Linked DNA regions of Mus musculus: region 1 is linked to region 2. Evidence: chromatin contacts called from public HiChIP or PLAC-seq data. All regions are on one chromosome and are shown on one strand. Each heading gives the region's core, a stretch centred on a gene start, on an enhancer-like site or on the middle of the called end of the contact. The rest is flanking DNA. Distances are from core to core; before and after follow the strand shown.

Region 1 (4,298 bases), core at 115-2,614, 910 kb after region 2:
ATAAATGACAACATTTAATTGGGCCTGGCATCAGGATCAGAGGGTCAGTCCATTATCTTCAAGATGGAAGCATGGAAGCCTCCAGGCAGGCATGGTACAGGAGGAGCTCAGAGTTCTACATCTTCATCTGAAGGCCACTAGGAAAAGACTGGCTTCCAGGCAGCTAGGATGAGGGCCTTAATGCCCATACCCACAATGACTCACTTCTTCCAACAAGTCCACACCTCCAAGTAGTGCCACTCCCTGGGCCAAGCATATTCAAACCACCACACTGCTGGAGGAATAGATTGGGGTGGTACCCTAAAGTCTGGCTTCTATGTTTCCTCTCTCTCTTTCCCTCCTTCCCCCTCCCCACCCCTCATTCCCTCCCTTCTTCCTTCCCTTCCTCCCTCCCTCTTTCTTTTTTCTTCCTTTCCTTTCCTTTCCTTTCCTTTCCTCTTTCTTTCTTTCTTTCTTTCTTTCTTTCTTTCTTTCTTTGTTTTTTTTCTTTCTTGCCAGAGCAAGGTTGTCCCCCTGGTCCTGTTTCAAAACACAGCCTCCAGTCAAGCTATGGGCAGAGTCTCCCAGCCCTGCTGCCAGTCCCCCTCCCCCCTCCCCCAACTCGCGCTGCAGATGTGCATGGTGATTGAATCATTTCTGCACACCGTTGCTCACACAGCTCCCCAGAGATGTGCTACTTGCCTGTGCAAGCTGTCAGGAGATGTGTGTGCTCCAGTGCATCTGGGCCAACAGCCCATGTGTGCACATACCAGCTATGGAGAGTGCAGAGGGGTACGTAGATGTGTGTGCCGTGTGAAAACACCTTTACCTGGAGACGCTCGGGTTTACTCGCTAGGCCTGAGAAGTGGGAAAAGAAAACACAGTATTTGTAAGATGGTTGTGAGGTGCTCTTCCCACACTGGGGTGCTCCGAGTGCCCACTGTACAGTAAAAATTCTCTACCCCTGTGTCCAGGGAAAGACCCTATATGTAAGACAGCCAGATGAGTTCTCGCCTGTTTGAGGCTTCTGTCCACTGTTTTCCACTGGTGTAGCTGAAGAGGTTGGCTTCTTAGTCCCCCTTCAGCTCTCTGCAGTTCATTCTCCAGGAGGCTTTAAGTGCACGGGGCCAGCTTGACCTGAGCGTTGCCAGGAGATGATACTGTCAACAGAAACTTCTCCCAGCACGACCACCCCTGGAAATCGGGAAGACTCAGCCTGACTACCATGTCACCAGCTAAAAACTTCCATACATGTAATGGTCTCTGGTCAGGCATAGCTTCAAGAGAGGCAGTGCCTGGGGCGTTGGGCCATCTGGCAGGGGGTTGGTGGAGTGGTGGAAGAGGCTTTCCGGGAGTTTTCCAGGCTACGGGCTCCACCGCTTGGGCAGAACCTTTGGATTTTAAAGTTGAATGTGCTGCTCCTACTGAGGTGGAGTTTCCAGGCAGCTGGAGCCCTTGGATTCTGGCGTTTGGCAGGCTGCCAGAGGATGGCTAGCCCAGGCCTTCATTTTACAGATATACAAACTGAGGCCCAGCTTCTTGCCCTGTTCACACAGTGGGAGGGTAGCAGAGCAGGTACCCACCCACTGTAGACCCCCCCAGGCTAACTAGAAAGACACAAGGACAGGGATGGCAGGACCACAGAAAAGTTTCCTGATTGAGTCCACACTTAATCAGAGGGCAGCAGACTGGAAAAGGCTACCAGGTTGGTACCAGGTTCTTGGTTGGTAGAGAGCCAGGTCCTGCCTGGGTGCTAGAGCTGCTTCCACTGATGGTTTTGTCTAAAGGCACCTGGAGGCAAACACAGCTGAGTGGTGCTTCTGTGGCAGTGGGGCGACCTCTGCTGGCCGCCAACGGCTTGCCGCTTCCTGACAACAGGGTGCTGTGATGGGGTTCTGGGTGGCCTTGCAAACCACTGGCTTTGGACCAATGGGATGGAACAAGGGCTTCATTTGGGACCCAGCCATGGCTTGAGATAGGAGTACGCAGGAGACTGTGGCCACCGGTCTTGGGGGGACATGGAAAGAGCAGCATGCTAATGGCTAGAAAGGCAGAGGTTTCTAGCTTAGCCCCGCTGGCAGCCTTGCACTTCATCTCTCAAAGGCTTTGCCTCGGAACTGGGCAGCCAGTGAAAACAGTGTGTACAGAAGCCAGGCTGTCCCTTCCATGCCCCACCCCCTTTTCCTGCCTGGTGCTAACCTCTCCTCAGGCCCTAGACCCTTAGCTTTCAAGTCCTTGCACCTTGCAGTGTGGAATTCAGGCCTGCCATCTCTGTTCATTCCTGTGTTATTGGCCCCCATTCTCTACTATTGATACAAGCAGTTTCAAAGTGACACCTCAACTAAGTATAATGTTTCAAGAAGCTCAAACAAGAGCTTCATGGATTCAAGGCCAGCCTGGGCTACATACAAAGACCCCATCTGGAAAAAATAAATGTAAAGGAGTGTGCTGTGTGGGCCTCTTTCTTCAGCTTTTATTTTATAAATGAAAATATATAATAGCTAGATAACTGTAATACCAGCACTGAGGCAGGAGGATTCCCCATGAATTTGAAACCAGTCTGAACTACAATGAGATTGTATTTGGGGAGGAGGGCAGGGACTCCCTCTGTTGTTCCTGTTGTCTGTAATGTCTCCTGACAGTTACCTCTCTGATGTCCTATGAGTCTCACAAGTGTTGGAAGCCCAGCCAGGTCACACCTTGATTCCATAAGATGGAGCCCAGACCTGGACAGATATAGACCATGTCATCTAGGACAAAATCATTATGGGTTTTGGGTTCCCCAAAACAAAATCAAATGGACTGTCAAGTTGGGAACAACTTTGCCCACAGGTATCCTGAAGACCTTTGAATCCAGAGACCCTGTGGAGGTTAGCCTGATCTAGAGTGGTACTGTCTGTCTCTTTGCTATTTGCCTCCTGAAGTGAGGCCTGGGGTCTTGACAGCGTTCATAAGGGAAAAGCAGCCTTGGGGCTGAAAGGTTGCTGACCAGGGATGTGCAAGCTCCTCATACTTGCTAGAAGCTTCCGTGGGTGGGCAGAGCATCCTTAGGCTACCGAAGATATCGATATGTGCAAGCATGTGTCAAGACCTCTCTGAGTTCCTGGTCCTAAATGGCATGGCCTTCCTGGAAGATCCTCCTTGGAGGCAGAACTTGGTGGAGCCACCAGTGACTCTTGTCTCCTATCCATGGAGAAACTGAAGCTTTGAAGCCAGGGACGACTGCACAAGGCCCTCCTGTATTTTAGAGTGCAGGACACCTTCGAGCTTTTAAAATGATGGAGAAGGTAGAGGTGTTCAGAGGACTTGAGAGTCTGGAGTCAGCATCTGGCCCTCAGGATGCTGTGGTTTGTCTAGAGTGCCCCCTGCTGGCTGGTATGCCCATGGAGGTCTTTTCCTGGTTGGTTACAGGCTCTGAGCTGGGTGCTGGTATTTCAGGCCTGGGGTTTCTTTGTGCTTCCTTTCTGGGTCCCCAGCCAGTCACTCGGATGACCTGGATTTGACTTTCTGGGCTTCTTTGGCTCACTACCCTTGTCCTAGCCAGCTTTAGAAGTCAGCCACACACACACACACACACACACACACACACACCGTATATGTATGTGTGTTTGGCTGAATATATATATATATATCTCACATGCACACCAGATACCTGAGGAGCCAGAAAAGCGCGTCAGATCTCATAAAACTGGAGTTACAGATAGTTGTGAGCCATCACATGTTGCTAAGAACCAAACTCAGGTCCTCTGCAAGAATAGCAAATGTTCCTAACCATTGAGCCACTTCTCCAGCCCTAGAAAACATACACTTTACAGGAATCCTGGCTGCCATTATTTGCCCATGTTTAGAGTGAGATGATCATTCACAGGCCAAGAACCAAGATAACCTGTCCGATGGTGTTCCATGGGTCCACTTCTACCCCTTATCTCTGCCTTCCCTGTGGTTTATCTCTGTGTCACTGGAGTGCTAGCTGAGGCTCTCTGCAAGTATGCAGAGAGGAGGAGACAGCCTCTGCATGAGGCACCCCGGAAGGTGCCAGGGTGTGCTGCACCCCTCATAGCCTCCAGCAGGGACCCCCTAGGCACTCCCCAGAACCTGTCTCATAGGTTGGAACAGGGAACCCAGGATTCTGCTCTGGCTCTTACAGGATCAACTGTAAACAGAGTCACAGTTTCCTCACCTACAATGTGGGAATATTGCAGTCTCTGTCAGACTCTGATTGTCCTGCTTCAACCATCCAAATGCTGCGATTATGAACACACGCCAAGAGTCAGTTCACGAGCATACTGCTGGCCCCAGCACTGGGGATCTTGGGATTC
Region 2 (4,597 bases), core at 800-3,299:
GCTTTGCTTCTGAGCCAATGAAGCTGATGCTGGCTGGAGCAGAGAGGAAGTGATGTGGAAAGGGCAGAGAATGGATCCATGTTTAGCAGCAGGAAGCCTGGCAGACTACGTGTAGATAGGGCAGAGGCCCCAGTGGCAGCTAGAACCACAGCTTCAGTAGTGCCACCAAAGTCCTTCAGGATGAGGACCCCGGCAGGCTCCCCACTGGGTGGCTCTGTGGCCTTGTGACACAGTATCTATAGGAGATATGTTTGTGCATTGGGCGCAGTGTCACCAAGGTGGAACCTTTACTGCCGTATGTGTATGTGTGTGATATGCATACATGCATATTTAGATATGTTCTCACAGGTATTCTATCCTATCACTGTCTATCTTAATCCCTAGAGACAGGGTCTCTCACTGAACACTGGGGCCGGCAAGTAGCAATTCCCAGCGATCCTTCTGACTCTCCTACTCCCCAGAGTTAGAAGCTTATGTGACTGACCATGTTCCACTTTTTATGTGTGTGCTAAGCTCTGTTCCTCATGCATGTGCAGGGAGTGCTCCTACCCACTGAGCCCTATCCCCAGCCCTATGCCTTGCTTGCTTTGTGGGTTTTTTTTTTTTTTTTTTTTGCATGTCCTCATCTCTGCCTCTGACCAGCTGAGCCAGGTTACCCCAGATGCTATAGCTGCTGGGACTGTCTATGCATATGCTTGTGAACAACTGGGCTCAACTCTTCCGTGGGGTGTCTGACAGGATGGAGCAGTCACCTTTATCCACTGCCTGTTGTGGGGTGGGGCCAAGGTGCATCCTAGCTGGTAGGTAGAGGTGTTTTTGGGGTGCGTTAACTTTTTGATGGCCTGACCAGATGTGTGTTCAGGACAAGTTACTCTACATGTGGAAAGCAAAGATGTCTCTGGAAGACCCTCCAGTGGTTTATGCCTCTCATGTCAGTGTTTAGGAGGCAAATCATGAGTTTGAGGCCAGCCTTGTCTACATAGGGAATCCAAGAGCGCCCTGAGCTACACAGCAAGACCATGAAGCCCACCAGAAGATAAGGATCAAGGGCAAGACGCTGTGGTGGGGTGCCTGCCTAGCATGCCTAAGATACTTGGTTGATCCCTGCACTTCAGGAAGAAGAACATCATAGGGAATGAGCAAAGGTGATATGGTGACTTGGGACAGTGGCCTTTCTGACTAGTTTGTTACATCCAGCCAAGACTTCCCCATGCAAGTGAGGGCGTTGGGGATGGCTTCCTAAGACTGTTAGAATAGGCATCTCTCCTGCTTCTCATCCCATGCTGCACTCTCTGCTAAGGGGTCTTTCTGCAGGAACCCACCCCTCAGTTAAGACCCTCAAATAGTGAAGTGTATTTGGAAATGAGAAACAGGACTTAGGGCTAATTGGGCCTGGTACAGAATCATAGGCTCACTGAGTTTCTTTGGAGGAGTCTTAGAAGGCTCCAGCCTCATCCTAACCATGCAACTGAGGAACTCAGCATCCCCTTACCCCTGAGGGGCATTTGATGCCATGGTCATGACACCTTTTTGCAAAGAAAAATGGTATTTTTGAGGCTCACGTCTTATGTGGGGCTCCTAGAACCTATGGCTGTCCCGGAGATACTGTGGCTTAGGGATAGGGCTTCATTCTATGGAACTCCATCCTACGTAGCTCTTTCAGGGCAAGAGTATGGACCTGGAGTACAGGTGGCTTGTTTTTCTTTGTCTCCCTCAACGTTGACTTGAGGCAGATGGCAGCCTCCAAGTTCACACATGCTGGGTGCAGAAAAGCCCATTCCTCAGAGCACAGATTGGAGATGTCCCTGCAGGCTGGGACAGGGGTGGCTGTTCTGAAATGGGGAGCTAAGACCTTCAGGTGGAGCCAGAGGCAGCAGGGAACCAAGGTAGGAAAAGGATAGGGACAGGCGTGAACTGATTGTCAGGCAGTGCACGCTTCCCCGGGCCAATCGTGATTTCTGGGGCATCGAATCAGAAGAGTGGGCTGGGCCCCGTGTCACTGTCAGTGCTGCCCTTCCTAACTGCTGACACAGCTCCTCTCCGGACCCTCCTTTGTCCTTTATCTGGCCTGAGAACACATCCACACCCCAGCTGGCTGCCCTGGCTGCAGGCATCACGTCACTGGGCACAGGAAAGATACTGCTGCTATGTTTAGTGTTAAAGTAAGCCTTGCAGCTGCCTTTCTCCATGGAAACAGGTGGGGCTGCAGCCTTGTCTGTGGAAAGAAACTGGCCATTTATTGAGTGCCAGCTGTGTACTCTGCGTACTCTGCTGAAGACTGTGTTAGCTTATTTCATTCCAGCCTTACAGTGGTGCGTTCATAGAATAACACACTCCCCTTTCAGAAAAGCAAAACGAAGGAGGGTTTGGTCAGTAAAGGACAGGTCTGGTGACTTCCATCTGGCTTATTTTGCATCCTTGCTACCTTCCTGAGGGTCCCTAATGGTAGCTGAAGGGCTACTTTCTTGAGGAGCCCTGATGGTAGATGAAGGGTAAGCAAGACCACCCGTAAGCTTATTTTTTCTTGAAGATCATACTTGGGCACAAAAGATGGAGGACAGAGTGAAGGTGTGTATGTGTGTATGAGTGTGGGTGTTGTCACACATGTCCTACTTTCCTGCTGCAAGATCTTAGAGTTAACCTCCTCTCAGGCTGGAAACCTTGGTTAGACATGCTTAAAGACAGGACTGCATCTGTGGGAAGCCAGGATTCTGGGAGCTGGATCTCTACTCCTAGGCGGAGGCAGGGGTGTGGACGAGGCAGAAAGTTATGACATCCTCTGCTCCAGATGTGTGAGTGAGAGTGTGTGTGTGTGTGTGTGTGTGTGTGTGTGTGAGAGAGAGAGAGAGAGAGAGAGAGAGAGAGAGAGAGAGAGAGAGAATGTGTGAGTGTGTGGTGTGTATATGTATGTGTGTGTGTGTGTGTGTGTGTGTGTGTGAAAGAGAGAGAGAGAGAGATTTTTAGGAGCTTCCTATTTGTATCCCCATTTTACAGAAGGGAGGCCTGGGACTGGAAAAGGGAACTGTTCAGATATTTCCTAAAGAATTACCAAACCCAAGATGGCAGCTATGCTGTGAACAGATGTGGGAACCTCAAGGCCCAGACAAGATAGAAAAGGTCTCCTCACCAGCCAGCAGGCCACTCCTCTGGAAAATCCTACGAACTGGCTGGTATTTAAATGGCAACCCCCTTTACATTGCACATACACTTTTACCTCAGTTTACCTCTAAAACCCCATACGTACAACAGTGACTTGGACTAGCATGTGCCAAGGCAACATGGGGCAGTCTAGAGTCCCCAAGCCCTGATAATGGCAGAATGACAAATTGTTGTTTTCTGAATTTCTGTCCCAGAGCTGCTCCTTGAATGACCAGGAAATGTGGCTTGAGGGAGAACTTAGACAATTTGCTGTGGAATTCAAGCCCTCAGATCCTTCGCTTTCTTTCTGAATTGAGATCTCGGTGACCCGCCCACCTATCTACAGTTTTTCTTTGCTCATCTCTGCTCTGTTGCCTGTTCCTCTACTGAGGAGCTCTGCTCTCCAGCAGGCAGCTGCTCCTAGTAGATGCCTGGCTCGTCTTTCCTTCCTATAGCAAAGGCCATCAGCTTGGGCCCAGAGTCCTAAGGTCCCTGATCATTTCTTGGTGAGTCACAGCTGATTCTCAGGTTGGTCCTGTTTTTCCTCTATCAGCCCCTACCCCTGCTTGGAACCACAACATGGAATTTGAAACTTGATTCCGCCTATGATCTTGAGTCCTCAGGTTTGATACTTAGTAATTATTAATGATACTTAGTCATCATCCAAACTGTAATGTTTTCGTTTCGGTAACAATAGTGACCTTGTGGTGAAGATTAAGAGAAAGTGACCTGGGCTCCCTTGGAGATGGCATGGGATAGGACTTAACAAATGACATTCAGTGTTATTATGGTATCCTAATGGATGAGTTGGTACTTTGTAGACTGGGCTTCTGGACTCAGCAGTATGCCCCACAGAAGTGTTGGGCTCAGGTTTTGGCTCAAAGTAAGTCTGCGCTAATCGTGACCACAGTTCCAGGCTGGTTGCGTTTGCAAACCATGGGATAGGTGCAGCCAGGGGAAGACATTAGAGGCCAGCATCTGGGTATCACCTTCCTGAGGACCATCTGGCACCTGTAAGTGCTCCCTGCATTTAATCTTTTCCTTTACTCATTCCAGCTATGTGCATTGACTAGGATAGTCCCGGCTGCATGCCACACAGAGACCAAGTCACATGGCTTCAAGCATAAGAATATTTTATTTTTTGCAAGGGTTAAGAACAGGAAAGGTGGTCACTGAGTCGAATGGTTAAAGAATTCAGAGCTGGAACTAGACTGAGGGAGAAGGCTACATGAGCATTAACTGTTATTTATTCCCTGCCTCTGATGTTTCTAGAAATCATTAATGTAGCGCCTCTGTGAATTAAGAAAAACACTGGTACTTCCCTGCTAAGGCCTGCCCTGCTTCTGATAATACAGCGACTGCATGCTCAGATTTGTGCCCTCACAGTGTATAAAGGCTGCTACTGCACCGAACATCCTCCTACAGCACTATGCAAAGCCAGAAGAGAGAACCACTCTTT

Evidence for each region. HiChIP or PLAC-seq counts read pairs in DNA pulled down with a chosen protein or histone mark.
Region 1: a contact with region 2 is called in an H3K27ac HiChIP or PLAC-seq map of oligodendrocyte precursor cells, with 9 times the contacts expected there. The contact joins two enhancer-like sites. A contact is called at or near these places in 1 of 15 datasets of contacts at CTCF or cohesin (pro-B cells), 25 of 484 Hi-C or Micro-C datasets (cardiomyocytes, cerebellum, cerebral cortex and 13 more), 3 of 115 datasets of contacts at active chromatin or transcription factors (embryonic basal ganglia, embryonic stem cells and oligodendrocyte precursor cells) and 2 of 9 other capture datasets (embryonic tail and embryonic trunk).

Annotation. Positions count from the first base shown.
Region 1 is chr14:25,564,102-25,568,399 of GRCm38.p6, forward strand. All of the region lies in intron 3 of Zmiz1 (zinc finger, MIZ-type containing 1), which reads left to right. Among named protein-coding and RNA genes, the nearest start is that of 4931406H21Rik, 21 kb to the right of the region's middle. Within about 2 kb of position 1,365, at least 27 of the 459 cell types and tissues checked have an H3K27ac peak or open chromatin away from gene starts, as enhancers often do. A contact at or near this core is called in cerebral cortex, neural progenitor cells and oligodendrocyte precursor cells, where this site is marked.
Region 2 is chr14:24,653,647-24,658,243 of GRCm38.p6, forward strand. No RefSeq gene overlaps it. Among named protein-coding and RNA genes, the nearest start is that of Gm31775, 9.2 kb to the right of the region's middle. Within about 2 kb of position 2,050, at least 27 of the 459 cell types and tissues checked have an H3K27ac peak or open chromatin away from gene starts, as enhancers often do. A contact at or near this core is called in cerebral cortex, neural progenitor cells and oligodendrocyte precursor cells, where this site is marked.